Regions from separate parts of the Zea mays genome. Here regions 1 and 2 are each linked to region 3. The links are chromatin contacts, called in public Hi-C maps. All regions are on one chromosome and are shown on one strand. The core of a region is the stretch at or near the end of the contact, and the rest is flanking DNA. Distances in the headings are between cores, read along the strand shown. Region 1 holds the start of LOC100281845 (SAUR25 - auxin-responsive SAUR family member). Region 2 holds the start of LOC103638882 (molybdenum cofactor sulfurase). Region 3 holds the start of LOC103638885 (probable transcription factor KAN4).

Region 1 (4,711 bases), core at 1,542-4,041, 150 kb after region 3:
TGGAGCGCGAGGCATCAGGAGCGCGCGCGCGCGCCCGCACCCGTCCGTCGTCGTCCCCGTGAGATCAGCCACAGTGAGGCGCAGTTGCAGCAGGCAGCCGCACTGGCCTGGCCGAGAGATTTCTGATGCACATGCCGCTGCTTCCTTCCCCGTCGATCGTTTGACGCCTGCGTCCGGGCCACAAAAAAAACTCCCCACTTTGTGCTGGCATTATTGCACCCTCGGATGTAGATTTCAGAGGATGGGGGGCAAGGCAATTATTATTAGCTTTAGAAGCGCACATAATCTCCTCTCCTTTTTTTTCTCCCCTATTCGTTTCTTCCTTTTTGGCGTGGCCATTGGAGCAAAGGAGAAAAGACCTGATAGCGAAACTCGACGGGCGAGGGACAGACAGTATTTTAGAGCCACCCCCAAAACAAAAAATCAGTGCTGGTTTCGGCTGGAGAGTATATTCCTAGAGAGGAATTCGCACTTCATTGTGATCGTTTTCAGTCAGTAATTCGCGCTTCGGATTAGAGCTGGCTATTTAGACTGATACACCTGCAATATAAAGAGATAAAAACATTTGTGGATTAGACTGCTGCCACTGCAATATAAAGAGATAAAAACATTTGTGGATTAAAGCCAAGCGAATGTCCGCGTCCGGCGCTTATAGCTGGAACCCGGAAGGCGAGTGAAATTGTCAACTCATCGCACTCGCTGCGTGCTGTGCTGGTACAACATCCACGTTAAGATGGAGAGTGTTGAGACAACAATTGCGCAGCGAAGTCCATCGGCTCGTCAAGTCGTAGCTCTTCCCGGCTTCGATCTCGCAGGTCCTTTTGAGGATCCCACAGGAATCAAATCGTTTTAAAAAGAGAGAGAGAGAGAGAGAGAGATCAGCGAGAACATGGAAATTTTGCACATTCCAAGAGGCCGGCCGGGTCTAAACAGATAGCGGCAGTCAGGTCGAGAAGGCTGGAGGACCCGCAAGCTCGGGAGTCAAAGTCCCAAGGTGCAAGTGTTTACAACTTGACAAGTTGGAGGACTTTCCAGTGTGCGATTTATCTCTTAACAGCTCCCACGCGACAGATACACCTTCCTCCAACGCGCGTTCTTTGAAACTAGGCCAGTACGAAAGGCACTAAAAATATATTAGTTAAAAGCACGACGCACGCGAGCTCTGAATCCGTCCACTCCCACAATGCAGGCGGCCGAACCGGTGGCGGCCGTTCGTGAGGAGCCGGACGCCTCCAGCCCGTCAGAGCTCCCAGAGCCGCCAGCGCCGGCGGACGCGGCGAGGCCGTCGGTTCCGTCGCGCGAACTGCATTGCCCGGGCGGCGCTCGCTGCTGTACACGCACAGCGCGCAGATGCCATTTCGGTGCCCGCACAGCCTCTGCTTTCCGCTGCTCGGCGCTGGCGTTCACCAGCATCTGATGCCTCCGCAAGCCCAGCCACTCCAGAAGATCCTATCCTGTGGCCCTGGCGCGCTAATTGACGGCATGGGGAGCGACCCCCATCGAAAACCGCAGCGCACGAAGAGAGTACAGAAATAAAATTACGGAGATAAACTGAACTCGGCACATCGCACCGCATTGGGACACACGGGTAAGAGAACTTTTGGCATTTTTTTCCTCGGTCTCAGTCACGAGATCACTAGCCTTGCGGCATTGGAGTATTGTTAAGATCTCAAAAGCCCTAAGAGGGAAACAGAAGGCAGGTAGTGCTCACTGCTGAGCAGTCACAACTAGCTAGTACTACTTCAATACAACCACCACTAGAGCTAGAGCAAGACTGCGGAGAGCTAGATCTAGACGAAGACCCAAAATCACGGCAGGAGCAACAACAAAGAAGGAAGAAAAAATTCCCACCAGACAGCAGGCACTAAAACGGTTGAGCTGCAGGAGAAAATCCCCTTTGTACCCCCACCCATCCTAGGATCCACCAGCCACCACAGTCAACCCTCCCGTATGTACAGGCACACACAGTCGTACGTCCCACGCAGGGGGGTAATTCAGTAAGAAGACGAGCGGCGCTTGGCGCTGCCGTTTTTTAGTTTTCACCGAGGGGGCAAGGACAAATCTCAATTACGCCCTCCGCGGCAAATGCGGCGAATGTTTCTTTTTTTTTTCCTTTCCGCCGCACTGGAGGGGGCGGGACGGGGGGAGGAGCGGTGGCGGCGGCGTCGGAGCGAGCGGGCGGGCAGGGGATGCCGTAGCCGAACCCGGAGCCTAGGAGTAGTAGCAGAGCGCCGCAGCGTCGTCGTCGGGGTGGTCCGCGGCGGCGCAGGCGGAGGAGAGCTGGAGGAGGAGGTCGCGGAAGTCGGCGACGGGGCAGGGGATGCGGAGCGCGCCGGGGTGTCCGTACCCGTACTCCTGCGCGGCGCGCCGGAGCAGCGCGGCGAAGGCCGGGCGGCCGAGGAGCTCGGCGCGCACGGCGTAGCGCTCCACGGGGCCGCCCTCCTCGCCGACGCACACGGGCACGTGGCCCTCCGGCACGCGCGCGCCGCCGCCCAGCCGCCGCGCGCCGGCCGCGAGCGCGGCCGCCTTCCCGGGCGCCGCGGCGTCCGGCCGGAGAGGCTCGTACGCGGCGGCGGCGGCGCAGGCGTCGGCCGCGGCCACGCGGGAGAGGCGCCGGAGCAGGCGCTTCATGCTGGAGACGGAGCGGTGGGCCGTGGGCGGAGAGAGAGCCCTGCTGCGGGACCTTGCGACGGCGGTGTCGGCCGGAGGTGAGGATGCGGTGCTTGGAGCAGCTGATGAGGGGGAGGCTGGAGGCAGCAACAGCCCACAGACCACAGTGCGTTTGTAGTTGTACCGGCTGGCCATGTGGCTCCTCGTTGTCTCCTTTATATAACGGACGGGGGAGGAGCAGGCGGAAGTTTGCTTTGCCAAGGTCTTTTTCTTTCTATGATTATTTTTTTAATCTCCATTTGCCAGTTGCAAATCCTTTCCTCAGGGTGCGCTGGCTTTGTGGGCACTTCATACTACCCTACCAACTAAAAAATACTTCTAGGCTCCCGGAACACTTCATCGTACAGTATTGCTTTAAAACACGCGAATTATTACTCGTACATAAGAGTGCACTTGTCGTGAAACGTAACTAATATTGGGGAAAACATTAGTAAGAAGATAAAAAATGGCGCGATTCGTTAAAAAAAGGGGTAGACCCAATTCCTCTATAACGAAGAGATCGTAACAGAATTCAAAATCCAGTTCCCGAGATGTACGAGTGCGGGACTGCGGGTACTGTAGGAGAGTACCCGGCAGGTACACCACGGGATGGACGGGAGCATCGCAGCAAAGCCGATCGATCGGTTGGGTGGCCCGTCGGCTGGGGCCGACCGCGACCGGTGCCCGGCCCGGCCGCTTCCTTCCGTAGTCCGCTCGTACGGTTCCGTGCCGTCCGCGCGCCCCAGCGAGCGCCAGACTAGAGGACGAGGGCTTGGGTTGCCAGATTGGAATGCGGGGAGTCGCCGTCGCGGGGCCCGCACACTGATCTGGCACATGGAGGAGAGAGGATAGCAACGTCAGTTATTTTTGTGTGAGTGTGAGGAGTATTTCTCTCTCTCTCTCACGAGTAGAGATGGCAATGGGTACCCGAAACCCGAAACCCGATGGGTTTTTACCCCATTAGGGTATGGGTTTGGGTCAAATTTCATACCCACGGGTTTGTTAATGGGCATAAATCTATACCCGACGGGTTTATGGGTACGGGTTTGTTCCTATAGTACCCAAACCCGTGAACCCGTGGGTTTTTTAAACCCGACCAAACCTAGTGCATATTGTCATTTTATTTTATAAATGAACAACACACTTGTTATTCCTTATTTACTTCCTAACTTTATCAACTGGTGAATGTATTAGTAGTCGGTGAGAGTGTTGCTTGCTTGCTATTATAGTTTTTACTAGTGTTATATATGTGATGGATGGATAACTTAGTGCAAGGTCACTTAATTATACAACTTATTATTTGTATTTCATTCTCTCTACTAATAATTTTTATACCAAATCATGAACTCGTTGTTCATTACATAAAATTTGGATCATGATCTCATTAATCATTACGATACTTATTGATTATGAGAAGAACAAGTATATTGAGATGAAACCCGCGGGTAACCCATGGGTACCCGCTAACCCGATGGGTACGGGTTTGGGCAAAATCTCAAACCCGTCATGGGTACGGGTTTTTTAATGGGCATAGATATTTTTCACGGGTATGGGTTTGGGATGGCAAAACCCAGCGGGTTTGTACCCATTGCCATCTCTACTCACGAGCCAGGAGTCCGGAGAAAATAGCGCGCGTCCGTCCCTACACTGCGTTAGCCGGTTGGTTTTATAAGTTAGCGTTTGACACGACCAGGTTTTCAAAAATGTGATGATGATACGTAAACAGAGTACATGTCCTAGCGTTGTACCGGAGCCAACTCTTTACGCTTTACACAAAAATAACAGATAACCGGAAGCCGTGCATATATGTTTGTCAATTTGAAACTTCGCGGAAGAGCACAATTGCACAAATGTCTATCCTGGATATAAATACCCCTTTGTTACAACAGAAAAATAAATCAAGTCAACAAGTATGAACACGTGTTATACTGGTTTCGAACGTATATATTTTAACCGTAATGTCTTCATCATCAATTTTACCTAGGCCTTTATAAGAAAGAATGAAGTATTAAACTACATCAACAAGAGAGTGCATATATAGAAGGCAAGCTTCATCATACAC
Region 2 (4,691 bases), core at 1,549-4,048, 180 kb before region 3:
GTCTGAATGGTCCGCGACATACTGGTTTTGAGATAATCTTCCTTGAAATATTTCTTGAGTACCTGATTTTATATCTTAGCAAACTAGTTAGCTCAATTTGTTGTGATGGACGTCAATTACCAAAACAAGTGTGGGAATGCTTTTTAGGCCTATTTCCCTTTCAAGATTGACATTGATTAATTCAATTCTCATAAGCCTTCCAATGTATATGATGTCTTTTTCTTGCGGTTCCCATAGGCGTTCTTAGAAAACTATATTATTTTAGCTCTCGTTTCTACTAGCAAGGTGACAAGAATAAAAGAAAATATTGCCTTGTGAGATCGAGTATCCTATGCCAACCTAAGAATCAAGGAGGCCTTCGGATCCATGATTTGAATATTAACATAGCCTTACTGAGTAAATGGTTATTTAGATTATTAACATAAGAGGGAACTTGACACCAATTTTAAAAAATAAATATTTGGGCTCGAAACCACTTGCCCAAGCGGCATGGAAATTAGAAGACTCACATTTTTTTGTTTGATGAAGATGAAGCAATACTTTTTTCGCTTTGGAACCTTCAAGACTAATAATGGATCGCATGTGATGTTCTAGGAAGATACATGGTTTGGAACAAATGCTCTAAAAGACCAATACTCTGTGTTATATAGTATAACTAGAAAGAAGCACGTAACCATTGCCGACAACATAAGCTAACATCTTTTGGAGACGAACTTTGTTTGGGTCTAGATTGGTGGCATGGAATGAATTACTTTCACGCATCACTAACATTCACCTAACATGAGATGTGGACGCCTTCTACTTGGACATTGTCCCCGTGAGGACAATTCTATGCAAAGTCACATTATCAAGCATTGATTAGGCGTGAGGTACCAAATTTAAATAAAAGCATGTGGAATATAAAAGCCCCACTTAAGATCAAAATCTTTTTGTAGTATCTCTCTTTTTTTGAACTGTTCATAGTTCATATGTTAGATTTTACATAGTTCTTGTCCGATCTGATCTTTGGTACTCCGGATGGTCCGGGGCAAGGGTCTGAATGGTCCGCGACATACTGGTTTTGAGATAATCTTCCTTGAAATATTTCTTGAGTACCTGATTTTATATCTTAGCAAACTAGTTAGCTCAATTTGTTGTGATGGACGTCAATTACCAAAACAAGTGTGGGAATGCTTTTTAGGCCTATTTCCCTTTCAAGATTGACATTGATTAATTCAATTCTCATAAGCCTTCCAATGTATATGATGTCTTTTTCTTGCGGTTCCCATAGGCGTTCTTAGAAAACTATATTATTTTAGCTCTCGTTTCTACTAGCAAGGTGACAAGAATAAAAGAAAATATTGCCTTGTGAGATCGAGTATCCTATGCCAACCTAAGAATCAAGGAGGCCTTCGGATCCATGATTTGAATATTAACATAGCCTTACTGAGTAAATGGTTATTTAGATTATTAACATAAGAGGGAACTTGACACCAATTTTAAAAAATAAATATTTGGGCTCGAAACCACTTGCCCAAGCGGCATGGAAATTAGAAGACTCACATTTTTTTGTTTGATGAAGATGAAGCAATACTTTTTTCGCTTTGGAACCTTCAAGACTAATAATGGATCGCATGTGATGTTCTAGGAAGATACATGGTTTGGAACAAATGCTCTAAAAGACCAATACTCTGTGTTATATAGTATAACTAGAAAGAAGCACGTAACCATTGCCGACAACATAAGCTAACATCTTTTGGAGACGAACTTTGTTTGGGTCTAGATTGGTGGCATGGAATGAATTACTTTCACGCATCACTAACATTCACCTAACATGAGATGTGGACGCCTTCTACTTGGACATTGTCCCCGTGAGGACAATTCTATGCAAAGTCACATTATCAAGCATTGATTAGGCGTGAGGTACCAAATTTAAATAAAAGCATGTGGAATATAAAAGCCCCACTTAAGATCAAAATCTTTTTGTAGTATCTTAGGAGGGGAGTGATACTAACAAATGATAATTTAGCAAGCCGCAACTGGCAAGGAAACAAAATATGTTGCTTTTGTAATGAAGAAGAGATAATTCAACACTTATTTTTTATTGTTGGTTTGCTCATATGACATGGGCTTTAATTCACATGCCCTTCACGATATCTAAACCGTTTAATGTCTCCAATTTGTTTGGTACCTGGCTTAGTGACTTTGATAGAAATATTAGAAAGATAATCTTACTTGGTGGTGCTACAACATGTTGGTCTCTTTGGTTACACATGAATGATATTGTCTTTGAAAAGGAAACTAATTCTTCTCCCTCGCAGGTTATCCATATCATTGCTCATTGGCCTCGAATATGGGCTATTTTCCAGAATGCGGAGTTGCGACCTATGGTTGTGGAGGCTACACAATACTTGATGCGTCTGACAAATGACTTTCCCACGGATACATATGTGGCGGTCTAGTCTTCAGATTGATTATTATTAGAGTATGTGAGTTATCAAGTTTATTTGTTTCAAAGTTGTGTGCTTTTTAAGTAGAGACCGAAAGAAATTTTAAAGGCTTTATCTCTAGATGTAACGTGCTTAAAGTTATTAATAAAATATTCTTTTATCAAAAAAATTATAAACTATAGTTTTGTATTGGAGCTAGAATTGGAGCAATTTTAAACACCCCTTTACTTGGGCCATAGCACAACGTATCTACGTGCCATGCTTAGGTCTGGGGGCCTACATGGCCACCTGCCACGAGTTTGGCCCAGACCGGCCCATGCAGACAGAAGCGGTGGGGCAAGAGTGTATTCGGTCTCCTCCCCACGTCATCGCTGACGCTTGCAGAAAACGGAAGCTCCCCTATGCCCTATGGCCTATGGCCGCTCCATTGACCGTGGAGGTGGTGTGGAATATTGCGTTGCTTGCGCGAGCTCTTACGCATCTTCTTCTCTTCGAGCCTTCCACAGTTCTACCTCCCGCCCGCTGGTCCCTAGCCGTCAAGAGATTCCACGCTACTGGCTTTCTTGCCCCACGCCGTATGGTTATCGTCCAGCACGAGCGGAGAAACTGAAACACGATCCCAACCAATTCAGAACCCGATTTGGTGATCACCTCCATTCTCGGTAGCACTTAATTCCAGGGACAGCAATAAGAATTGCTCCTCTCCAAGTTCTTTTGGAGCGTAATCTTATCCGTTTGGGTCGGATTGATATTTGATAACTTGATTGCCATTTGGGGAGTTGCGGGAGAGAGAGAGAGATGGGCCAGAGCAAGGCGGAGTTCTTGAAGCAGTTCGGTGGGGACTACGGTTACCCGGACGCGCCTAGGGGCATCGACGAGCTGCGGGCCGCCGAGTTCAAGCGCCTGGAAGGTGTGATTTCGCGATCTCCTAAATTCATTCCGCGACCTTCTTTTATTAGGAAGTTTGAGCTTTGTTGATGTGGCTAAGAGGAGTTATGTCAATTTTGACGACGTGACTGAGAATGTATTTCGTTAAGAGGATAATTTTAAGCTTAACATGTATAGAAGTTTGCAGCTTGCTACTTTGCTAGTTTCTAAAGATGTGTTTGTTTTGAGGAGCAGGGATGGTTTACCTGGACCATGCTGGTGCGACACTGTACTCAGAGGCACAGATGACGGATGTTGCTAGAGACCTTATGTCTAATGTCTATGGGAATCCTCGTATCCTTAAATTTGGGAGGTCTGTTCACAAGAGATTGTTCTTTCGTTGATATGCATTTCCTTTTAAAATTTATTGTGGTTGTGTTCTTTGACATGCCTTAAGATAGCCAGAACGATTCAAGCATGGCTACAATCGATGCTGTTACTTCTGTGCGGCATCAGGTACTGCATATTATAAAAAAATGGACCTATCATTTCTTATGTTTGTATTTTCCATTATGGAACTTCTTTTTTCTTTTTGAAAATCAGCTAGCACTGCAGCAGTTCGTTTAAGAAAGCCAATGCTAGTGATTGGCATCCGTTACTGATATTATGCTAACAAGTCACAACAACTATTTACATGTCTATTTCAGCATATGTTCTAAACTAGAAATACTCAATTACATATAATTGAAGTTGAAAAGGAGTATGGATATAGTTTTCATGCTTCACTCTGATCAAAAGAACTGTAAAATGGTGCTAACGTTGTACACAATTGTATGCACATGAGAGAAGTTGCAACCAGCCTTTTCTTGCTTATGATGCAAACTTTATCCTCACAGGTCCTAAAATACTTCAATGCATCTCCAAGGGACTACAAATGTATATTTACATCAGGGGCAACAGCAGCCCTAAAACTTGTTGGTGAATGTTTTCCATGGAGTAGAGACAGTTGCTATATGTACACAATGGAAAATCATAATAGTGTTCTTGGGATAAGAGAGTATCCTACCATGGTTTACAACTCTACTTATTGACTAGTTAATGTATATATCATTATGCAAGTACATGCTCCAATGATGCAATGTATCATCATTGCTTGATCTATATATATTTATACTCCGACGCCCTCAGAAATATGGCAAAATAGTTATTTTTCCTTTCTACCCCCCTTTATCAGTAGGTTCTATAAAACTCTCAAAAGGGCAGACTCAGTGCTGGAGGCTCCCACATGAGTGGTGTCTGAGAAAGGGATAAACCAAGGCAAATGCGGAGAGGCTGTTTCAAACCCGCAATATGGTGACTCAGTGAGACAACTGTCACCACTGCACTAGGCCTGCC
Region 3 (4,550 bases), core at 891-3,390:
TATGCGCATATTTACGTACACCCCACACTCCAGCTAAAAAGGCAGAAATGATTTCTCCTTTGTTTTTGTAAAAAGAATGTCCGGCTATTATCTAAATGATTTCTTCCTCTCTTTAAAAAAAAATGTCCGGCTACTATCTAGGAAAAATGTCTCTCAGCGGGGAAAGAATTTCAAAAGACCGTGTCCTGGTCCCTATCATATCAACGAGCTGAGGTGAGCCGATCGGGATGCATCCATGAATTTGGATTGGATGTGGATACTCGCAACTTTTTCTCGCCTCCTCCAAAGTCTACAATTCATTGCCCGTACGTACAGAATGCTTGGTCCTTCTATCATTTTCTCGTGATGTCGTCGACACTGGTGTAATGCTGATAGGTAACTGCAAACTCCTACCTCGTGACTTGAGAAGCATTCTATCTTGCAAGGTTCCGATATGATACCAGCCACAGAAATTCCACAGCGGTTTATTTAGTGCACGGATCCTCCAAACGCGCATTATATTAATTATCAATCCATATCATCAAGAATAATTATTTTGGAAACATGGTCTTTATGAGATGATCTTATTGGGCATCTCTTTTGAATCATTCAAATGACGCAACATGATTTGCCAAGTCATATATGCGTGTTTTTTTTCGCTAATTACATTGATCAACACATACACTCACAGCAGACGCACATAAACTTAACCCTTAGGCCTTATTCGGTTATTCCTATCCATGTGGATTGAGCAGAGATAGGATGGATTAAAAGAAATTTTGACTTGCTATGGATTTAAACTCACTCAATCCACTCCAATTCACATAGATTGAGCTTTGAGAGTAAACCGAACATGCCCTTAGGGCAATGTTAGTTTTCATCACAATCCATATGGATTAGAGAGGATTACGTGGATTTAAACCCATAGCAAGTCAAAATCTCAACTATTTTTTCGATCTCTTCCGACTCTATTCCATATGGTGTAGAAATAACCAAACAGGACCTTACGATTGTCTTGGAAGATTGAGCTAGCAAATACTCGAGAACTCGAGATTGACGAAGTTACTGGAGACACCTTGTCGTCTATGGGAACGTCACCTATCACTGAAAGTACAACGAACTACATGCCAATTTCCCGCATACAAATCAACATAGCTATAGCTAGCTAGTACGAACAAATCCTCCGGTGTCAGCTAGCTAGCTATCATGTGGCCTGTGTTATGTATGCAGCTGCCTATTTAATTTACACCACCTTCAATCCCCACACACACAAATGAAACTGCACTTTTCCATATATATTGTGAGAAATATGTTGGCCATTTGAACTATATCACTAATTAACAAGAAGTGACTTTTCCCGCCCCCAAGGGATCGCCTCTATGCCCATTCCCGCATGCTTTCACACACGCTGTTCACATTGCAGCGTACAGTGTCGGAGTCGGATCGAGCCACTTGCTGCATATATATACATGCAAGTGTACGTATAGGAGTGTTAGCTACGCCCATACATCACATTCGTTTCCCATTTCCTGGGGGAAATAAATCCAGGGCCCAGAGTTGAATTGACCTTCTGAATCTTTATTATATATATATGCCTTGCTTTATGTGTACTTCTGAATTCAAATCCTATATATACGGACGAATTAATCGTACGTATAGAGACAACACTCGCTCCACACTGCCAATTTTTGTTCTCGAAATTCTTTCGTCAAACCTGCTAAGCCACACCACATAGATGAAGGGGACAGCTATTAAATGTACGCGTTGAAAACAACTGAAATTAACCACCGGAAAATAATATCAGCGCGCGCGGATCCCTTTTTGTCAAACAGGAGAACCGTTCGCCACCAGCGTGATTTTTTAGGTAGACGACCTGGACAATATAACCAATAGAGCTATGCATGGTTGAATTATACTTGCTGCATTTTGGTTGCCTTGCCCTCTCCTGAACATATGCATGCATGGACGGCCAGAACCCTGTGGCTACGGGTTACCTATACTTTCGTCGTCGCCGATGCTGTAAAATTGGTGGAGATCGAGCACACAGTGTCAGCGTCGACGACGTCAATTCCACGCAGGTACTAGCTCACCAGTATCGGTTCCATCTTCAGGCAGATACCTGGCTTGAGCGCATCGATCGGTTGCATACAACACTAGAATGAACACTACTGTGGATAGTCTTGGAGAAGCTAGCTGAGTGAGCATGTTTGACTGGACTAGGTCAGAGAACTCAGCCTTCTCTCTCTTTCCCTTCCTTTCCCATCCCTTCGAGTGTTCTGCTTTCTCTCTTCTTCTCCTTTACACATTCCGGGTTCCGGCGGCCTTATATATGCTGCTGTCATCCCGTTTGCACGGTAGGCAGCAAGCAAAAGTACTTAAAATATATGCTGCAAGGCCGGTGTTCGTCATCGTCTTCGGCCAAACTCTCAACAACAGATATTTATATATAACGAGCGCAGCTAGCTAGCTAGAGCCTGAAAGAATTGAGAAGCTAAGGATAGAGGCGAAGCTAGGCTGCGAACCACTGGATCAAGAGGAGCTAGCTAGGCAGCGAGAATGAGAGGGTTTGAGAGAAAAGGGGTCCGGCAGTACAACCGGTCAGAGGTGCCGAGGATGCGGTGGACGGAGGAGCTGCACCGGCAGTTCGTCGAGGCCGTCGAGTGCCTCGGTGGCCAGGACGGTGAGTCGGCCCGCTTCTAATACTTCCCTTCTTCTCCGATCCGACTGCATGCGTGAGACATGCCCTAGCCCTGCATGCTTTCATTGATCTGGATCTCTCCATGCATGGTTGCTTACTTCCTTTTACTACCTTTATTTGTCGGGAGGTGACCGAAGGGCGCAGCTTGTTTTTCTTTATTCAGTTCGCTTGTAGTTTTGAGGGTTTTGATTATCTAATTCCCCTCAGTGTTTAGGTTGTTAATTAGGCAGAGAGTTTGTTGGTGGTGGAATCCACCGGGCAAAGGAAAAAAATAAATAAGAAAACACGTGTTTCGCATGCTTGAATGACGAACATATATTATCCTCGGGTGATTTATCCTGTGTAGTTTAGGCGATTACATATAGCTTTTTTTTTGCTGATAGATAAATCCTGTTCACGAAAGTTTGAAACGTTTCTACAGCCAGTTCCAAATACTTTTGATAGAATTACCGCGAAAGATACGAATTGCATACTCGAATTAGTAAGCTATATATATGAGAAAGTTATTAATTTCATTACTATTTCATACGTTATACAACGATATTCATGCAATATATATACCCACAAAATCATTTACACTGGTTATTCTTCATACAAAAGGCAATGACCATATGGTTTATGGGGTAGCAACATATATATATGCGCACATATCTTGTCAGAAATTAGTTTGGAGAAAGATCATGCTTCAGAATCAGTTGTATTATTGTGTGTGTTGTTAACCTTTCGTTTTCCAATGTCATGCAGAAGCAACTCCGAAGCGAATTCTTCAGCTGATGGGCGCGAAGGGAGTTAGCATATCTCATATCAAGAGCCATCTTCAGGTACGTACTTTATGATGTATAATCAATTTTGCTTGTATATTATTAGAAGCCTATACATTAATTATGTGCATGCATTTCAGCTTCTTATTGTATGGGATACGCATGCTAACCTTTTTTTTAATTAATTCTAGCTATTTACAAATTACAACAAACCTTGTTAATTTTTTTTTTCCAATGAAATGATCAGATGTACAGAGCCTCCATCTCCAGCAGCAGCAGTACCCATCATCAGCCCAGCCTCCAGAAGTCGACATCAACCGCAGCGAGCAACAACAAGCGCGTGTTCTTCACGCGTGAAGATTGTGCGTCACAGGAAGGCAACGCTCCAGCTTCAGACAAGAACATCTATACCACCACGGTCCGTGGTTGCGGCCAGTACTCATCACCGTACCAAATGTAAGTGCGTTAATTATTAGCACAAATCAATCACGCTTCCCAATCTTCAAATGATCGAACAGGAAACTAAATTTCCTGGAAATTTCGCCAGATTTGAAATTAAACTCGACTGTTTTTACTAGCAGACCGTCGCTACAGCAAGTGTTCAGATGCTGGGAACAAAAGAGAGGGCGTGTTGCTTGGAACTCCGACGTGCTAACAACAGAGAAGGTAATAGTAGTATATACGCACGGGTTTCCGTTATATGGCTAGTTGGGAACCTATTTTCGCAAGAGATTTTCATTTTTAAAGAGAAATTAATTCATTTTCTTTAAAAAAAATAGAAATTTATAAGAAAATAGAGTTCCTAAACTAGCTCTTAATTATATGATCCATCTGCAGACAAATAAAATGTACTCAAACAATAACGCATGCATGTACCATATTCCCTAGAAGCTTCATTTTGGTCATTCGGTGGCAGGCTGCCAAACTCCCATGCTGCCCTACTCATGCATGATTGCATGGTCCAGACCCTTGATGAGCTAGCTAACTATAGCTAGTAGATGAAAAATGACTCTCTGAATAGAATGCTTCCAAAGTCATGATAGTAGTTTAGATTAGCGTGTTAACGTTGATGCCTTGATTGTTACACTTACACGACCATCTTCTCTGCTTGT

The links. A called contact is a pair of places that touch in the nucleus more often than the background predicts.
Region 1: a Hi-C map of tassel shows a contact between it and region 3, with 4 times the contacts expected there. The contact joins the promoter of LOC100281845 here to the promoter of LOC103638885 in region 3. A contact is called at or near these places in 4 of 25 Hi-C or Micro-C datasets (bundle sheath, ear, leaf mesophyll and 1 more).
Region 2: a Hi-C map of bundle sheath shows a contact between it and region 3, with 3 times the contacts expected there. The contact joins the promoter of LOC103638882 here to the promoter of LOC103638885 in region 3. A contact is called at or near these places in 9 of 25 Hi-C or Micro-C datasets (bundle sheath, ear, endosperm and 4 more) and 1 of 3 datasets of contacts at active chromatin or transcription factors (seedling).

Annotation. Positions count from the first base shown.
Region 1 is chr9:116,105,894-116,110,604 of Zm-B73-REFERENCE-NAM-5.0, forward strand. It overlaps LOC100281845 (SAUR25 - auxin-responsive SAUR family member), which reads right to left and starts at 2,792. Exons shown (of 1, transcript NM_001154765.2): 1 at 1,592-2,792. The coding sequence starts at 2,631. The coding sequence ends at 2,212.
Region 2 is chr9:115,782,906-115,787,596 of Zm-B73-REFERENCE-NAM-5.0, forward strand. LOC103638882 (molybdenum cofactor sulfurase) reads left to right here and starts at 2,799. Exons shown (of 22, transcript XM_020544069.3): 1 at 2,799-3,339; 2 at 3,552-3,650; 3 at 3,754-3,812; 4 at 4,193-4,353. The coding sequence starts at 3,228.
Region 3 is chr9:115,960,637-115,965,186 of Zm-B73-REFERENCE-NAM-5.0, forward strand. LOC103638885 (probable transcription factor KAN4) reads left to right here and starts at 2,141. Exons shown (of 5, transcript XM_008661672.4): 1 at 2,141-2,659; 2 at 3,422-3,498; 3 at 3,686-3,894; 4 at 4,020-4,104. The coding sequence starts at 2,536.